Regions from separate parts of the Capsicum annuum genome. Here region 2 is linked to region 1. A link is a contact called in public Hi-C data. All regions are on one chromosome and are shown on one strand. Each heading gives the region's core, a stretch centred on a gene start, on an enhancer-like site or on the middle of the called end of the contact. The rest is flanking DNA. Distances are from core to core; before and after follow the strand shown. Region 1 holds the start of LOC107877939 (serine/threonine-protein kinase STY13). Region 2 overlaps LOC107877937.

Region 1 (4,838 bases), core at 589-3,088:
CAAGTGAGCCCTTTCAAGATCATTCTCTGGCCTCTCTAGAAGCTTGATAGCAACATCCTCTCCATTGTAAGTTCCCTTGTAGAGTTTCCCGAAAGCCCCTTGAGCAAAAGCTGGCCCCATGTTGAGCTTCCTCAAATCAATCGTCCACTCATCATAATTCTCAAGCCCATTGGTAGGAAATCGAGGATCCATCAAAGCTTTAGCTAGAGCATCGTCACTCAACCCATGAGAAGCTTTGCCCTTATTTACACTAGCTGCAGCAGAATAGTTATTGTGGACACGCTTGAGACCTTGGTGGTTTAAGATACGAGTGTGTGAATCATTTGATCCAACACTACTGTTATCCATCGACATTGCAACTGAACCTCCGCCATTGCTCATCTGCAAGCTCCCATAACTGTCGATTGACATGTTTGATCCCTCACCAAGCTTATGGTAAAAATTTTGGGACAGTCCATAATGATCATGGTTTTCATTTAAGTCTATAAGTCCCGCAAACTTTGGAGTCTCCAACATTTTCCCTTCAAGCAACTGCAGCAAAAAAACTATAGTTTTTTCTGCATGAGGATTTGTAACTCAAACTTTAACGGACCACAACCCTGTAAGAAACATGAAATATCAGAGCTTGCTAGCAGAAAATTCTTCTCCAATTTCATGCATCAAAGCACAATAAGCAACAAGGAGAAAATAACTAAACAAAAAATAATTTCAAAATGAACACACAGAAGAGAAGCTTGATGAAAACTAACCACGCAAGAAAAAGTCTATCTTCAACCTTTACTAAAAGGTAAGCTATTATATAAGGGAAAATTGTCCTCAACCTTCAGTTCATTTAATGCCTTCAAATTAGCTAAATGACTCGGTAATTAAGATGACAAATCAGTTACTTCCTTATTCACCTTTGAATCCTTTATTAAAATCCGTAAATGTAATTAATGATTATATGCTTCCATGGAGCAGTAAGGGTAGATATGGCAAAAAGCTACTAATGTCTTCTTCTTTTTGTAAAGCCACATTTTTTTATTCAAATTGGAAGTAGGGGAAGAGGAAATGGGGGAGAGAATTACGTCAACCAATAGTCAACCAACTACTGAGATACCGCTCGTTTTGTAAAGCCACAAAAAGAATTGTTTTTGGGGATAAATTACACACACATTAACTGGAGAAGAGAACTGACAGACCAAACTGTAAAATGTTCCATTTCTACTATAACATTTTCCACGAAAAGATTAGGGGTTTAATCGTAATTACAACCAAAACGCGTCGATTTCTAGCTCCGGTTTGGGGAAAAAAAGTCAGATAATTCAAGCAAGAACAAGCAAAAATAAACCTACACCCAGCACAGAAATTAGCAACAGAAAAAAAAGTAGTTCAAAATCCCCACAAAAACCCTTAATTCGAGTGACAAAAATCAACAAATTAGATGATCCAAGGGTAAAATCTATAGAAAAATAGTTAAAATTACCTCGATCGAGAACAATTACTTTGGGATAATCCAAAACAGTCCAATCGATTTTGTAAAACCCAAGAGCTGTAATAGGAAGTCTGAAGAGCAGCAGCAGTAGTAAAGAAACGACGACGTATAAAGAGAAATAGAAGTAGAGAGGAGAAGTAGTAGAGAACACAAAAAGCAAAATGAAAACGCGCGCGCGCGAGAGAGAGTCTCTTGTTTTGTTTAGTTTCTACCCTGACTATGACCCTGAGGGAGACATGTGGTGTGGCCACTCCGATCTTACTCTTCGGTTCTTGCGTACCCACTTGCTGTGCTCGACCTTCATCTGTAAATTGAGCGGTCGATAAGTTAGCGAGCCCGAATTTTAACTACGCGTTCAATAGGAAATTTCGGTGAAGGGTTCAATTTCTATTATACATATATAGAAATTAATTTTAGTTATGTATTATTAGTATATTTTTTCATCATCCTCTGTCCTTGAAAATATAGGATTAGTTTATTTCATCTTTAATTAGAGTTATTAGTTAGTCAAGAAATCATTTATCCTATCATTTATATTTAGTGATGAGATAAGTTATTTTTTTATATCTATGGTGTAATAACTTGTTTCTAATCAAATGATCCTTAAGAGATGGTACAAAATAATCACATATTTGATGGATTAAAATGAGGATTTATTGGAGAAAATAAAAAAGAGAATAAAATGAGAATTTGAATTGTAAAAAGGGATGTATATAAAAAGAATTTATTAAGGACATAATAGTCATTTAAACATTTTTTTAATCATTGGGAGGCTAAAATTTTTACTCTGGCATTCGTCATTTTGAGTGTATGCACGCATTTTTATCAGGTAAGATTGGAGTATTTTTTTTGTTCAACTTTTTTATAGTTAAAGGGTCTACTTGTGCACTGATAAAGTTAAAGGTCAAGTTATAATTTGGTGTCAAGTTAAAGGTCTTGTTTATGTATTATGTCTATTCCATATATATAGCGGGATAACTTATCCCGCGATAACTTGTTTCTAACCAAACGATCCTTAAGAGTTGGTACAAAATAATCACATGTTCGATGGATTAAACTGAGATATGATTAAGTTTGGTGTTAAATTTATATCATGTTTGCTTAAAGGAATACTCCAAAGCTAATTTATACCATCAACAAAATATAATATAAATTTTGTACCAAACTTAATCACGAGATATTCCACTTTATCATGCGTATCGAATGACCCTTAAACTTATGTGAAGTCTCTGTCTTTTTTACTTGACCTTATACGAAAATAAATATTTCAATTTATTTATCTATTTTTATAAATCAAGTGAGTTTTATTACTTTATCTATTCATTTTTATTTATTATATTTCACTTTGTGAAGATTAATTTGATTAAACGTCAACTAAATTGAAGTAATTAATTTAATATTTAGATTTTTGAAGACTACATAAAAAAAAACTATATGTTACAATTTTCTCATATTAATATAATAACAAATATAAATGTTGATCAAAATTTATGCAATTTAACTATCAAAAAACAAAACGTGATCAATAAAAATGAATGCAGTGAGTAAGGTTTCTCTAGGCCAAATGTGTACTCTTCCATATTTTTATTTGACATTTGACACAAGTTTGAAATCTTTTTCCAAATATCTACTTTTTTCATGACATTGTTAGTGAAAGTTTCAAAACTATCATTTTCAATATGGGAAAAAGCATAAGTACCTCCTTGAACTTGTCGCCACAACTTATTATAATACTTTAACTTTATCGATAATTATTTATCTCACTAAATAATTTTCGCATGAATTATATTGCCCCATTAATAGCTAACATGACCAAAAAAATAAAGCGCATTTCCTTTTAGAAAAAAGTATTGGTAGAATATTTTAATAATTTTTTAATTATTATATATAATTTAATTATATATAATAAAATAAAAATAACAAATAAAAACATCCTTACCTCCCTTTTCATCTTCTTCAAGATCCCCGGCCCTTTCATTTTCTTCAAACCCACCTCCTTTTATCTTCTCCGACCCTCCCTCCCTTCCTTCCTCCCCACCTTCTTCTTTGAACCCCACCCTTTTTCCTCTATTTTCTACAAACTTTCACCCCATTCCTTCTTCTTCAAATCCTCTCTTTCTACTTTTTTTTTTTTAAATTTTTATTGTCACCTAAAGAAAAAACCTTCATCTTGATTCAAAAAATTTTTATTATAATTTTCAAATATGCAAGTTAGAATACTCATTTTTTCTAAAGAAAATGTTATGAGAAGAGAAATCAGAAGTAGCAAAAATTAGTGAAGTGTTAATGAAGGTTAAAAAAAAGGAGAGGAAATTAATGAAAATTAAATCAATGATTAGAAACTAAAAAGTATTAATGGATGTTAGAAGAAGAAAAAAGAAAAGGTGGTTGGCTGATGGCAGGTTGGGGTGGTGGTGGTGATTTGAAAATTAAAAAGGGGGTGGATCATTTGAAGAAGAAAGAAGGGGGGATATATTTTTAAAATTTTATAAATATATATTAGTGAAATTATTTTTTAAATAATTTTTTATGTGGATCTGATGTGACAACGACGTAGTGCTAACGTGGGGCGAGTGTAATACACTCTTCATTGTGAGAGTAATATTACATTTTGAGAGTGGTATATAATTCATGCGAAAGTTGTCTAGGGGGAGTAAATAATTATCTATAAAGTTAAAGTGATAAAGTAAATTATGACGACATCAAACTATAATTTTAACTATGAATAACTATAAATATAATTCAGAGGATATTTATTCTTTTTTCCTTCTAACATCAAACTTTTAAATAACACAAAATAGTCCTATTACTAAAGTCCTAAAAAAAAAAAAAATCTTTATCACCAAAGCTTTAGAAAACTTACATCCTAACTCCAGTGTTGAAAAATAAAAAATAGTCCTCCACAAAATTTTAACTATGAATTTTCTAATTACTCGATTTAAAAAAAAAAAAAAAATTCTTCCTTCAAGCACTCCCGATTTGTCTCCTTTTAGATTTTATTTACTATTATTATTATTATTATTATTATTATTATTATTATTATTATTATTATTATTTTATAACTGTGTTGTTCGTTCAATTTTTTGTCTGAGCCGACAATTCAAGTTATTCATTAAAAAATCACTCTTCAACGATGAAAAACTTCTCTAGTTCAACCATTATATTGTTCCTAGCTCTCAACCATTATTATTCAATTCAACTATTGTTACATCTAATTATTTTATCCATTGTTGTAAAAGCTTAAACCCTTAATCAACAATCATTGATTACGGACAATTATATTATAAATCGATCTATGTTAATTGTCAACAAAAATATTTTAAAGTATATTATAAATCGATCTATATCAATTATCAACAAAAGT
Region 2 (4,838 bases), core at 1,648-4,147, 290 kb after region 1:
TCCCATATCTTATGTGATTTTGCACGTGCAACCAGAAACTGATCATAAAAATACGATAAGAACATTTTGAAGTTAAGGCTGATGCCTATACATGTGGTATCCTGTTATCTTAGATGATCATCTTCAATGTAGAATAGCATCAGTTTGGTTCATAAGCCTACTCAAAGGTCCTTATGTATCAAATCCTTTTTTCAGTTTCAATGCTTATGTCGTCATCTTTCATTAAACAGATTGGTGATCTGCAATTTCTGAGAGCAGAAACTCACAAGTTCGAATCTCACTATACTGACAATCTAGTTGGTAATTATCAAATCAATTTATGGTTACAATATATATGCATAAAGTTTTTCTGCAGATCAATGTTTTTCAATGTGTTGAGGCCTTTTAAATCATTGCAGGGGATGAAAAGGCATATTTTGAGAGGTCGCCCATCAATTTTGTAAACCACTTTTGCTGCCCCATTATCTTATTTCAAGGATTAGAGGACAAGGCAAGCATAACATGTCCCTTTTGATGCAATGACATTCAATTGATAAATGCAGCTTGTACTGAAGTTGATTGTCTTTTGCATTGTCCATCATAAGCGTTGGATATTTAACTAGTATAACTTTGCATCTTTGAGACAGTTCAGTTCAATTTCATATGATTTTATTATGGCCTCTTCCTTAAACAATATGATGATTGAAATTCGAGAAATCAATTAATCACCTCTGTTTTTAATTGCTGTTGCTTGTTGGTAGAATTAAGCATTCCAGCCCTTGTTGCAGGTCGTTTTACCTGATCAAGCACGCAAAATCTACCAAGCGTTGAAGGAAAGAGGGTTGCCTGTTGCACTCATTGAATATGAAGGAGAGCAGCATGGTTTCCGTAGGGTATTGCATCGTTTTCCAGACTTCGGAGATAAATTTTAGTCTGTCCGCTATGGAGGGAATTAGCTGATTCTTTTTGTTATATGCAGGCTGAAAATATTAAATTCACCCTTGAACAACAGATGGTGTTCTTTGCTCGTTTGGTGGGACACTTTGAAGTGGCCGATGAAGTTACCCCAATCAAAATTGATAATTTTGACTGAGGTAACTACTGAATGCTTTGCGCCATAATAGAGTTATTCAATACATGTTTGCCGTAACTAGGAAAATTTTGATGATGTAGAGAAAGAAGCGGCAAGCAAAGAAAGAAGCAGTAAGCAAGACGATCTAATTTTCTGGAGCGGTAAATAGGTTATGCTTCTTGGAGGACGTCAAGGAAACATCAATATTTACTGATCAAAGGATAAAGAACATTGAGTTCACGGAACTCATGGAACTTGTTCTTGTAACTTGTAAAGTTACAGATTTTCTTAATCAGGCAATTAAGCCTTAAGGGGGAGAGGAATTGGGAACTCCCGCCCCCTGGGGTTGGGGTGTACAATGCTGGATGTATTTTTTCTTTTCTGACTAAATCTGCTTCTCTTTGGGCTCTGATAACATGTGAAAATGAAAGCAGAAGAGTAATCTCAGAAAATTGTTTAGAAGATAATAATACTAGAAGCCTCATATAAAATTTTAGACTACAGAAAGTGTGGACAAGTTTCTTAATGATCGATTCTTACCATAGCTTGAGTAACGTGTGAAAGTTTTTGGAAAAGCAACTTATATCAGTTAGTCTGAAACCTTGAGAAAAGAAACTGTTGTTTCTCAACTTCTAGTTTACCGGATAATATGGAAAACAGATGGTATGTATGGAAGACGGATGGGTAATTCATCCCGAAAAAAATTATTTTGTATGAGATGCGCAATGTCATACTTGTACGAGGGGTTCGTTATTTGACATTTGGAATTTGTGGAACCCAGTTGTCATTACTTTGTAATATTCGTCTTTATAACCATCTCCCTCTTCACCTTTTTATTTTATTTCAATTCATGTTCTCACATTTTTGTTTTTTGAAAATTTCTTCAATTTTTTTTTCTTTCTTTGATTTTTATATTCTCTTTCAACATCTTTCATAACAATCAATTTTAAACTTTTATTTCATTATTTTGCGAAACTTTTATGTGTGTATGTTACTTAATGTAATTTGAGATTTATAATCGACACTCAAGAATTGCGCTATACCATCATATGGACATACTCATGCCATCTCAAGAGAAAAATTGAAGTTGGCGTTGTGTTTGATTATGAGTATAAATTTGAGTTGTTTTTAAATTTTTGTGAGAGGAGTAAGTAGGCTTTGGCCATAATTATTAATCACAATATTTTGGAATACTTTTTCATTTTATTTTGAAATACTTGTATGACCATGAAAATTACGTATTTCGAAATATGTTTTCACAATTTTTTATTTTTCGAAAAACACCTCTTGAGGTGTTTTATATTTTTGACTCAATCTATCACTTTATAAAAAATAAATTCAAAGTCTAAAATACTTTAGAAAATACTATTGTTAAACACAATTTTAATTCTATTTTCAATGTCTAAAATATCAATTAAAGTGAATATGTTTTTGATTTTCATGACCAAATGAATTCTAAAAGTGAAAAAAGTTGGTACTTATTTTTATTTTTTCAGATACAACTCTAAATTATGTTTGAAATTTTCATGTTAAATACCAACTTAAAATTATATTTATAATAAAGTGAGGAAAAAAATTGAGAAAAAAAGTATCATGATCAAATAAATACTTGATAAAATTAGTTATTAGGAACTAGAATTTCTGAGGTTGAACATTTGAGCAAGAGAACTCTTGGAAAAATGATATAAAGGTGGAAAGACAAAATATAGTTGCACAAAGAAATTATATTTAATTTTAGTGGCATTGAAATTAAATTTGAAGAAGAAAAATAGTGCCAAAAATACGTAAAGGAGGACTAGTGGACCCCATGTCACATGTCCATCAAATAATAAGTCCTCATACAACTTTTGTTTGTTGTATGAGACTCAAAGTAAAATTTTTGTATGAGATGCGCCATGTCATACTTGTACGAGAGGTTCATTATTTGACATTTGGAATTTGTGGAACCCAGTTATCATTACTTTGTAATATTCTTCTTTATAACCATCTCCCTCTTCACCTTTTTATTTTATTTCAATTCATGTTCTTCTCATATTTTTGTTTTTTGAAAATTTCTTCAATTTTTTTTTTTTTGATTTTTATATTCTTTTTCAACGTCTTTCATAACAATCAGTTTTAAACTTTTATTTCATTATTTTGTGAAACTTTTTTGTGTGTATGTTACTTAATGCAATTTGAGATTTATAATCGACATTCAAGAATTGCGCTATACCATCATATGGACATACTCATACCATCTCAAGAGAAAAATTAAAGTTGGAGTTGTGTTTGATTATGAGTATAAATTTGAGTTGTTTTTAAATTTTTGTTAGAGGTGTAAGTAGGCGTTTGGCCATAGTTATTAATCACAATATTTTGGAATACTTTTTCATTTTATTTTGAAATACTTGTTTGACCATGAAAATTACGTATTTCGAAATACGTTTTCACAATTTTTTATTTTTCAAAAAACACCTCTTGAGGTGTTGTATTTTTTTGACTCAATCTATCACTTTATAGAAGAAAAAAATAAATTCAAAGTCTAAAATACTTTAGAAAATACTATTGTTAAACACAATTTTAATTCTATTTTTAACGTCTAAAATATCAATTAAAGTGAATATGTTTTTGATTTTCATGACCAAATGAATTCTAAGAGTGAAAAAAGTTAGTACTTATTTTCATTTTTTCAGATACAACTCTAAATTATGTTTGAAATTTTTTTATCAAATACCAACTTAAAATTATATTTATAATAAAGTGAGGAAAAAAATTGAGAAAAAAAAGTATCATGATCAAATAAATATTTGACAAAGAATTAGTAATTAGGAACTAGAATTTTTGAGGTTGAACATTTGAGCAAGAAAACTCTTGAAAAAATGATATAAAGGTGGGAAGACAAAATATAGTTGCCCAAAGAAATTATATTTAATTTTGATGGCATTGAAATTAAATTTCAAGAAGAAAAAAATTGTAGAAGATGAAAAATAGTGCCAATGGTGGCTTCTCCACAAAGATAAAATAAGTAAAGGAGGACTAGTGAACCCCATGCCACATGTCCATCAAATAATAAGTCCTCATACAACTTTTGTTTGTTATATGAGACTCAAAATAAAGTTTTTCTCTCAAATGTAAGTAGTCACATTGTAAATTTGACTAATTACACTAGTAGGCATTCACCTTTTTCACTGGGTTAGAATATCAGAGCCGATATCATTGATAAAGCAGAAATAGAATTACTTTTATACAAAAGCAACACAGTAATTTTAATCTCTTTCCCTTACCTTAATACAAATGATGATGTTTCTTCCCACGTTCAATGAATATATTGATCCCTAATGAGATGGTTTTCTATGTTTGTCTTTGAGGAGCTGGAAAGAATCTCAAAATGAGATGGTATCAAATTTTTTATTATACCGATGCATCTTCTCTCAGAATGGCCTCGTCTTTCAATTCTTTGAGAGCTCACATAGTGAATATGTTAGCAAATTTGGAGTAAAAATAATGTGTGTACCTTAATATGTTGCAGCGGAAGTCGTTGAATTTGCTACTGATAGAATCACCCAAGTCAATCTTCGTCTTTCTTGAAAATGGAGTATTGTTTCACAAACTGAATACCTTCGTTGGTGTTTTGTTCTTGTTTTGTGTTTTTAGTTACCCAAGGATTTGTTTTCTCATCCGTTTCTATTGAAGAAGAAGAAGTAGTAATATGTATAGGAGTAGTGGGTAGGGGTGTGCATCGGTCGGTTCGATTTGGTTTTATATATTATCGGTTCAGTTTATCAATTTTTGATTTTTAAATATGCTA

Evidence for each region. A called contact is a pair of places that touch in the nucleus more often than the background predicts.
Region 2: a contact with region 1 is called in a Hi-C map of bud, with 2.7 times the contacts expected there. The contact joins the enhancer-like site here to the promoter of LOC107877939 in region 1. A contact is called at or near these places in 2 of 5 Hi-C or Micro-C datasets (bud and placenta).

What each region holds. Positions count from the first base shown.
Region 1 is chr7:119,770,568-119,775,405 of UCD10Xv1.1, forward strand. LOC107877939 (serine/threonine-protein kinase STY13) reads right to left here and starts at 1,839. Exons shown (of 3, transcript XM_016724763.2): 1 at 1,466-1,839; 2 at 1-599. The coding sequence starts at 516.
Region 2 is chr7:120,055,629-120,060,466 of UCD10Xv1.1, forward strand. LOC107877937 reads left to right here. Exons shown (of 19, transcript XM_016724762.2): 15 at 231-300; 16 at 399-490; 17 at 768-872; 18 at 959-1,073; 19 at 1,153-1,593. The coding sequence ends at 1,072. Among protein-coding and RNA genes, the nearest start is that of LOC107877937, 32 kb to the left of the region's middle. Within about 2 kb of position 2,898, at least 3 of the 5 cell types and tissues checked have an H3K27ac peak or open chromatin away from gene starts, as enhancers often do. A contact at or near this core is called in bud, where this site is marked.